Regions from separate parts of the Mus musculus genome. Here region 2 is linked to region 1. A link is a contact called in public Hi-C data. All regions are on one chromosome and are shown on one strand. The core of a region is the stretch at or near the end of the contact, and the rest is flanking DNA. Distances in the headings are between cores, read along the strand shown. Region 1 has its middle 9.9 kb from the start of Gm12092. Region 2 overlaps Eml6 (echinoderm microtubule associated protein like 6).

The links. Hi-C and Micro-C count contacts between places; a contact is called where the count stands out from the background.
Region 2: a Hi-C map of bone marrow-derived macrophages shows a contact between it and region 1, with 2.2 times the contacts expected there. The contact joins two enhancer-like sites. A contact is called at or near these places in 2 of 484 Hi-C or Micro-C datasets (both in bone marrow-derived macrophages) and 2 of 115 datasets of contacts at active chromatin or transcription factors (embryonic stem cells and microglia).

Annotation. Positions count from the first base shown.
Region 1 is chr11:29,653,416-29,657,676 of GRCm38.p6, forward strand. No RefSeq gene overlaps it. Among named protein-coding and RNA genes, the nearest start is that of Gm12092, 9.9 kb to the left of the region's middle. Within about 2 kb of position 2,931, at least 22 of the 459 cell types and tissues checked have an H3K27ac peak or open chromatin away from gene starts, as enhancers often do. A contact at or near this core is called in bone marrow-derived macrophages, where this site is marked.
Region 2 is chr11:29,877,123-29,881,837 of GRCm38.p6, forward strand. It overlaps Eml6 (echinoderm microtubule associated protein like 6), which reads right to left. Exons shown (of 42, transcript NM_146016.2): 7 at 3,525-3,660. Among named protein-coding and RNA genes, the nearest start is that of Gm22588, 30 kb to the left of the region's middle. Within about 2 kb of position 2,714, at least 55 of the 459 cell types and tissues checked have an H3K27ac peak or open chromatin away from gene starts, as enhancers often do. A contact at or near this core is called in bone marrow-derived macrophages, where this site is marked.

The DNA of each region.
Region 1 (4,261 bases), core at 1,681-4,180:
CCCTGAATAAACTCTATTCCATACTATAGAAAAAAAAAAAGAGAGAGAAAAGAGAGAGAAAGAAAATATCATCCTGAGAGAGGTAACCCAAACACAAAAGAACACGCATGGTATGTGTTGTGGATAGCCCTGGGGCTAATTATATTTGATGTTAATTCCTTTCTCCTATGAGTGGCTTCGAACAAGGAATGAGTCAGCACTCAGGTGATTTCCTGTAAACCTGCTCCCCACCTTAATTTGTAAAGTAAAGGAGAGCTGATGATTGGGCAGTAACCAAGCCCACTGGGTCAGTCAGCAGGTTCTCCAGCACAGGAGTGAGGATTAAAAAGAAAAAAGATATTTAGACAACGTGGTAGTGTGACCCCAGTTCATTCTAAGACTGAAGGCAAATTTTTATTTTCCAGCCCACTTTTTATACCATTTTAATTACATGCAAGTATTTTGGGCAAGCAGTACAATAAGGAACAAAGCAGCAGTACGATAAGGAACTACTAACAAAGCAGTCCTGTGATTACTCCTGATAGTTGTTTAAAAAGGGCTTATCATAATGACTGAAAAACTTGAGCCCACTTCCTCGTCCAAACCCAAAAGTCTTGTCTGAGGCCTAGTTCCACCCTGAGACCAAAATTCCTGCCTAATCCTACTTCCCTATTACAGCCTAAAGTTAGATTCTTGCCTTATCTTGCCCTAATGTCAGATTCCTGTCTGAGCTTACTTCCCTGTCGTAGGCCAATGTCAGATTCCTGTCTGAAGCCCACTTCTTTGTCCTTAGCCAATGTCAGACTCCTGCCAAGCGATACCCCAAAAGGCTTTCCACAGGGCAGATAAAAGGGAAGGTGGGAAGGAAGGTGAGGGAGAGAAAAGAAGGAGAAAATGAAAGAGGGAGAGGACGCAGAGGAGGGGGAAGAAGGAGAAAAGCAGAGCAGAAGCACAGGGCCTGGAGAAACTGCAAGGTCTAAGGGGTTTCATAAGCTGTGGAAGATGGTAGTGTAGTGGTAGATCTGTCCAATCTAGAGGCATAGTATGTATTCATATTAACTGTGTTGTGTTTTCCTTGCCAGGGCATATTTGGGAGGAGATTTACCACAACAGGTATGCACTCACTGATAAGAGGATATTAGCTCAAAAGCTCAGAAATACCCAAGATACAATTCACAGACCATATGAAGCTCAAAGTGTGGGTGCTTCGGTCCTTCTTAGAAGGGGTAACAAAATACTCATGGGAGCAAATACAAAGTGTGGAGCTGAGACTGAAGAAAGGCCATCCAGAGACTACCTCATGCATCCATCCCATATACAGTCACCAAACTCAGATACTATAGTGGATGACAAGAAGTTCATGCTGACATGAGGGTGATATAGCTGTCTTATGAGAGGCTCTGCCAGAGCCTGACATATGCAGATGCGGATACTTGCAGCCAGCCATTGAACTGATCACAGAGTCCCCAATGGAGGAATTAGAGAAAGACCTGAAGGAGCTGAAAGGGTTTGCAACCCCTTAGGAAGAACAACAATACCAACCAACCAGAGTTCCCAGGGTCTAAACCACCAACCAAGGAGTACACATGGAGGGACCCATGGCTTCAGCCCCATATGTAGCAGAGGACAGCCTTGTCGGGCATCAATGGGAGAAGAGGCCCTTGGTCCTGTGAAGACCCAGATGCCCCAGTGTAGGGGAATGCGTGGGCAGGGAGTTGGGGGTGAGTGGGTGGAGGCACACCCTCACAAGCAGGAGGAGGGGGGATGGGATAGGGGGCTTCTGGGGGGGGGCATTGGGAAAGGGGATAACATTTGAAATATAAATAAATAAAATATCCAATAAAATTTTAAAAAATGTGCAATTGCCAACAAATGCCGCTTTTAGACCCCGGGGAAGTCCCACTTTTAGAGAAGTACCCTGGGACTTTCTTGAGATCTGATGGATCACATGAGTGCCACACCCACTCCAGTGAAGTCTGTGTGGCAAGTCCAAAAGCTTGACTGCAGTCCTGAGGCAAAAAGTTTCATGGAAACTGGTCTCCTGGAGCCTTGGCATCCTGTAACACAAATGTTCCAGATATGCCCTTGCGATAGTCGGTGAAGGGTTTAAAGTGTTTCCTTTCAGTATTGTTTTACTATAGGTGCCCCCAAAGAATGATTTGACAAATAGCTAAGTTAGATTAAACTTTGCTTCCTGACCTTCACCAATGTCCTGATGTCCTAGGCAGTCCTTGAGCCGACCCTGGGCTTGGAATTTCATAAGAATGTTACTCATTCAGACAAAATGCCTTCAGTGTTGATAGTTAGAAATCAAGCATTGCAGTTTGCTGGATAGGAGCTAGAAATCTCAGGGCTAGTTCAACAAAGTAAACTTAGAATTCTCATTATGGACATGAATGGCAGGCTACATTACATAATTGTAGAAAGAAGGTAGGTTGTGGTTTAAGGAGGAACTAGAGTATTGTATTATTCATGAAAAGGTTAGTAGAAAGGAACTTCCCAGGTGCATGTTTTTCTCTAGGCCCAGAGGAATAGCATAATTAGGTATTTACTAAAGGGTCCCTGGTGGTGGGTTTAACAATAGACTAGAATTGCATGTGGGCATATTAGCCCTTTCACCTGGCTCCTGTGAATAGTTGATTTTAGATAGGGCTGATCTTATCTCAGTTGTAAACATTGCCTGATTCCTGGTAGCTTTTATGTGTGCATTTTCTCTGTTTTGTGTAAAGAGCCATTATGCATCTCAATGTACCCTGGCTGATGTATCACCTAACTTCCTTGTTTTCTTCTGTAATATAAGTCTGATACTTGCTTTGAGAAATTACATTCAGATACAGCACTCTCTTTGGTGTCCATGTCTGTTAGTCATCCCCCCCCCCTTGTCCACCTGAGAGCCAGGACCCTGAATTCTCTGGTTGAGGGACTGACTGGGTCCAGTCTGTGGCACATGAGCACCCACAGGGCCACTGCTCTTGACTGTCACCAGTCTAGGGCACTCTGGGGAAGCCACTGTGACATCTTTAAGTCTTCAAACTTGCAGAAAGAATTGTGTGGCAAAGGCTCCACACTTCAGTATTGATAGGCTTCCACACAGGATTGGGGGTGTGGTTCATGTGATCAGGGATTTTTGCAGCTCTGCCTGTTTGATTAGAGAGGGAGCTGGATGTCTTGGAGAAGGCTACACTTGTAGCTCTCAATGTCTAACCAGGGAAGAACAGACATGTGGCTTGTCAAAGTCTCCAGCTTAGCGAGAAACAGTAATTCCTTGGTTGGTTCACTTCCAACTAGGTCCTGCCAACTTACCCTTTTCCAGACAAGTCTAAAAAGCAGGAAATATCCTGGTATCTAGGACAATCTAAATGTTTGCAGTTTTGTAAATCTTGGATTCCTTCACAGGAAATGCTCTAATATGGGTGTGTGTTGAGTCATTTTAGAGCAACATGTTACTAGGATAAATGCTGTAGATAGAACTCTAGAATAGCCTTATTAAAATAAACCATTATGTCACTCGGTCTGAATAAAATGCAGTATGAGCAAGCACAGTGACTAGGCTAGAAAGAACAGTGATAATTGTCTTACACAGAGCTAAGTGTCAGGCCCTATTCTACGTTCTTTATATTACATTATTCAAACCTCACCAGAATCCTACAAATTCAGCCACAGTTATTCACATTTTACAGACAATTAAACTGCAGTATGAATAAGTCAATAAATTAACTCCATGTTATGCATGTAACAGGTGGTAAGAGAAATGCTCAGAGGTGGTTGTTTATCCCAGGAGCTTCTGATGTTAGCCACAAATGAGAACCCCACAATTTCAAAGTTAATGTCTAGCCAACACCCAAGTAGTAAGAACCCTCCAGGTCAAAGTTTTGAAATAGCATCTTCCATCAGCAAAAGCCATACTACTTGATAAAATGGCAATTCACAGCCTGAAACAGCAAGTCTGAATTCACAAAAGGAAGCAGAACTACCATCAGACATGGTGATGAAGATGTCAGAGATGTCTAGGACAGTTTCAAATGACTCCAGAGCCACCTCAAAGAGGTAATACTTTGAATATTAATAGGAATAACAGTGATAAAATGAACCATATCAAATACGTTTAGATCTGTGAGCTCATAGCACTAAAAATAGTCATGTTCAGAGGATGATGGGAAAGCAATTCATTACTCAACTCAGAAGCTGGTAAATAAGTGCTACCATTTTTTGCTGGCTGCCTTGTGTAGACCGTGTCCTGAAGTAACTATTAGTACAAGAGATTGAAAGAGTAATAAACTCA
Region 2 (4,715 bases), core at 1,464-3,963, 220 kb after region 1:
ACAGTAGATTACTATTGGCATCCAGTTACTTCCAGTTCTTATGCCATGGTTAAATGACAGGACCCCCTAACTAATACATGGAATGATCCTGACCCTGTTTTAATATGGGGGAGAGGTTTTGTCTGTGTTTTTTCACAAAAAGAAGGCAGAGCCTGATGGCTGCCTGAAAGATTGGTTTATCAAGCAGACACAGATCCTGAGTCTTCTAGTAAATGTGATTACAATTATGAAGCTGGCTTGAGATCTTTATCAGTCAGCTGAGTTAATTTGGAGCATAACCTCCATTATTTCCTGGGAAATAACAGTTTTTTTCTGACGATTCTCAAAGCTACCTCCCCCACACCAGGAGGCCAGGCTTTGTGTCTGATCATTGCTAATTTACAACTGAATTGCGTGCTTGGGACATTCCCCAAAGACAACCTTAATCCTGTTAGCTCTTAACTTTTGACTTTGTATTTTAAGCAGTTTGGTTGTTTCACATAGAATCATCTTTGGTAAACTCATTCATTCACCATGGCAGTTATTCATCGCTATGAAGAAATGCATTGAATGCATATTGTGGCTTTGGTCTGAATGGGAAAAAGGTGTGCTATGAGGGCCGGCAGTCAGAGACAGGCCACTGATGTTCTATGACTCTTATCAATCTAAGACAGAGGCATGTGCCAAGAGGCTGTGTTTGTTCATAATAAACACTAAAAGGCTGTGTTTGTGTAAATAAACACAAGCAAGCTTCATGTGTCCTCTGGGATGGGTAAGAGAGAGTTAGAGACAACCCAAGCCAGGCACTGCAGCCAGCCTCCATAATTCCCAGGCAGGACCATGGAGCATAAGTAAATCTTATGCCCCAGTTCAGCTAATTTTTAATAAATAAAAAGGAAGAAACTGTGCCCTTCCCCAGCCTTGTGTGGGTGGGCTAAATCAGACCTTGTTTTCCCACAGTCAGCTAGCCCACCTAGGGTGGAGTCTTCAGACCTAGGTGAAGTCTATTGTCCTGCCAATTCTGCAGCTTCCTGCAAGAAGTCACTACCTGCTGAGAAGCTGAGCTTGTCTTCCAGAGAGATCCTGGCAAAGTGATGAGATTCTAGCCAAGTGGGGAATGGGTTCCCCCCTTTATACTCAGACTGAAGAATTAAAACATTAGGCCTTGATCAGAAACACTGTCTTGGTCGCATTCCTCTCCTGTCTGTCCTTCCCATATATCCCCAGCTTTCCTTTCAGGAACCCAGTTCTTCATGGCTGCTGGTGGATACAGACATTTAGTTAGTTATTTGTGTGTGTGTGTGCATATACATACATGCACATGCATAAATGCATATGTAGAATGCATATGAGGGTCAGATGTCAACTTACAGTAATCAGTTTTTTCTTCCTATCATGTGAGTTTCAGGGATTGAACTCAGGTCATCAGGATTGGCATCAAGTACTTTTTAAGGTTGAGCTATCTCACTGCTCCTGATTAATATCTTCAAACTTTAGACACAAAGTGAAAGACCAGGAAAAATTCAGACCCCCTAGCACCAAGAATGTAGGTTATCCAGTTCAGTGACCTTGTTCCAGGACCTGGCCGACCACAAAAGTTAGATTAAAGTCTTGAGAACAATCTTGAGAAGCAGGGAGTTTCCCCTTGTGATTTTTAGTACCCGCTTGTGATTCTTCACTCGTATTTTCCGCATTTTCCAATAATACCCTCCCTTCCCCCTTGGGTTGTGTTTCTTTCCTTTAAATATCCCCTTTCCCAGCTACTCAGGGTCGAACTCCTCTACCCCTGCGTGGGATACGAGTTGACCCCAGTGGGCTGGTTCCTGTCAATAAACCTTGTGCAATTGCAGCAAGGACGGTCTCTTGTGAGACCATCCTTCTTGGGGGGGTCGCGTCATCCTGAGACTTGAGTGAGGTTCTCCCCTCTTCGGGGGTCTTTCAAAAGTAGCAAGTATGGTGTTATAGAATTAGAACATGACCTTTAAAATGTTCTTGCTGAATGTTTAGAAAGTCTTTTTAATAAAATGGAAAATAAAATCAAAACCCCAGAAAAGAACCACAAAACATAGTTTCCATGCAAATGAGGTCAACAGTCATTGTCACCCAACAGCAAAAAGGGGGGGAGGGAATTCATGCATATCAAAAGTCCATCTGAAGATAAAGTCACTCCTATAGTTTTACATTCACATTGAGACCAAGGCAATCCTGATACTGTTTTGCCTGAATCTGTTCCTCTCAAATGTGCTTTACTTCCATGTTTGAAGCAGGGAGTAGGCAGAGCAGAAGGTTAAGATCTCTCTGCGTGTGGGACAGTGTGTAAGGATCTGCTGTCCCCTCTGTCTCCTCCTGTCTGTTCTGCTCCTCCACACCCTCCTTCTAGCCTTGCTTACCCTCACTCTGCAAACACTCAAGAGGGTGGGTGTCTGGAGTTATTTGGTTGAAAGATTTTGCTTTTTTTAAAATGTGACTCTTAGAAAACTAACTTGCTTCTACATATTTATATATTCTTCTGAATAAAGCTGCTTAAAACCACATGATATTATAGAGAATTTAAGGACCTTGACTTTGTCCTAATTGACAGAGTAAAGTAGGAACCAAATTCTACAACTTTCTAAGAAGCCCGGTGTTAGGTATCCACAACTCCCTAAGATAGAATCAGTGCAGTCTCCAGAAGAGCTGTGAGGCATTTTTTATAGTGAATGGCAGAAGGAAGGATGTAGCCTGTGGTGTGACATGAGTCACTATGTGAATGGCAGAAGGAAGAAGGTAGCTTGTGGTATAAGATGAATCACAACATCCAGCTCATTGCTCTGTTGCTAAATTTAAAAATAAAATTTGATTGGAAACAACACTGCTTAGGGAAGATAGCCTGAGGACATACGGTACATGTTTTCTTCTCTCTGCTCTCTGATGTCTACCCTAGCCACTTCAGTGCTACAAGTGGACACAGGTTTATTTTCAGAGGCTACACACTGTCACATTTATTGACTGTCTTGTCCAGAAATTCTTCATTTCATCACTGAAAATAATCCCATATTCTGGGAAACCGTTCAGCTTTTTCACTGTAATGTTATCATCTGTCTTTGCTACAGGATCACTGTAGCTTTATGCCAAGCAGGGGAAAAGCTATCTACTCATTTTCAACATACTTTGGAGCTTGTATTCAATATTTTTATGTAAACCCTTAAAGTCTTCATAGAACAAAGCAAATACTGTCAGGTAGAATATAAAATTTACATAATTAATTCTTTAAAAAACTTTCACTTTATAAGTGATATGTCTCATGCATGTGTGTGTACTATGTGTATACCTAATATACACAGAAGCAAGAAGGAGACACAAGGTCCCTGGAACTGGAATTACAGGCACTCATGAGGCGCCCTGTGGGTGGTGTGAACTGTATCCAGATCTTCTGTGAATGCTCCTAATAGCTGAGCTGTCTCTCTAGCCCTTATATTTACTTCTTTCTCTTAAACAGAAACACACAACTTGACATTGTACATAACCTTCTTAGAGCACATGGTAAGTACTAACACACATTTTACCTTTATATCCTTGTTCCGTCTCCCTGAGATCAATTTTGGTTATTGGTTTGAAATCAGTGTCCCATAATCGTATGCAACCATCTCGCCCACCAGTAGCAAAGCCTTCTTCACAAGCATACAGGCTGAAGATCCCAGCCTGTCAATTATAAGAGGTAGAATTCAATCCCACAGTCACAAATGTCATTGTTGCTGAATCTCCATGATTAAAAATAACAGAGCAAAACTAATTAAAGCAAATGCTGTTTTCTGTTGAAATCTGACAGCAGATCAACATACTTCATCTCAGCTGGATTGCAGTAATTACAGCCACCACCAGGAAGCAAAGCAATTCCAACACATCTAATTTGATAACATTGTTACCGCTACCACCCAAAATGTTAGTTATGAGTGCCTTAGTAAAAGCAGATACAGAATCACATTTCTATATGACAACTGAGTCTTCTGAAACAAAGACATTACAAAGGTGGCACACTTAAGTCATAAATTAACGAAGTAGAGACACAGACTAGGGGCATGGTGCCATACCATTTACAAGTATAGGGGTATCTGAGGCAGATCTCAGCTTTTCAGGATGGTGTCACTTTTGACAAACCAAAAACTACAAATAGCATCATGTCAGCATTGTGTACTATTGCATGACTCCCTTTTCATATTTAAAATACCTTGACCCTTATTTTACTTGATTTTTTAAAAGCTGTTATGTCACATTATGCTGACAGAGAGAAACTTATTGCTGAGGCAGCAGATCATTTAACGAATGAAGACAAATTCTGACCTCTTAATTATTTTAAGAGTCATTTGGCAATGAAACCAAGACAAATGGCTTTCACCGTAGATGACTGGGAAGACTCTAAAGTGTCTAAACTATTTCACTGAGTTGTCTAAGGTTTTCTTCATGGGAAGAGTAATGAGGTCTGGGGATGCAGCTTAATGACAGAGGTCTTGCCTAGTGTGTGAGGCTCTGGGTTCAATCTGCAGCACTAAAAGTGGTAACAGTGAATGAATTTGAAGGTATTAACACTAATCAGCTAGTTTAAAGTTAAGGTGAAGGGTGGATTTAGTATGGATTCCCCCCCCAGGTGAGAAATCTTCATGAATCATTTCATGTATGTGTATGTATGTGTATGTATATGTGTATGTGTATGCTTATGTGTATGTGTATACAACTGTTTGAAGTCTAACTGTAAAGCA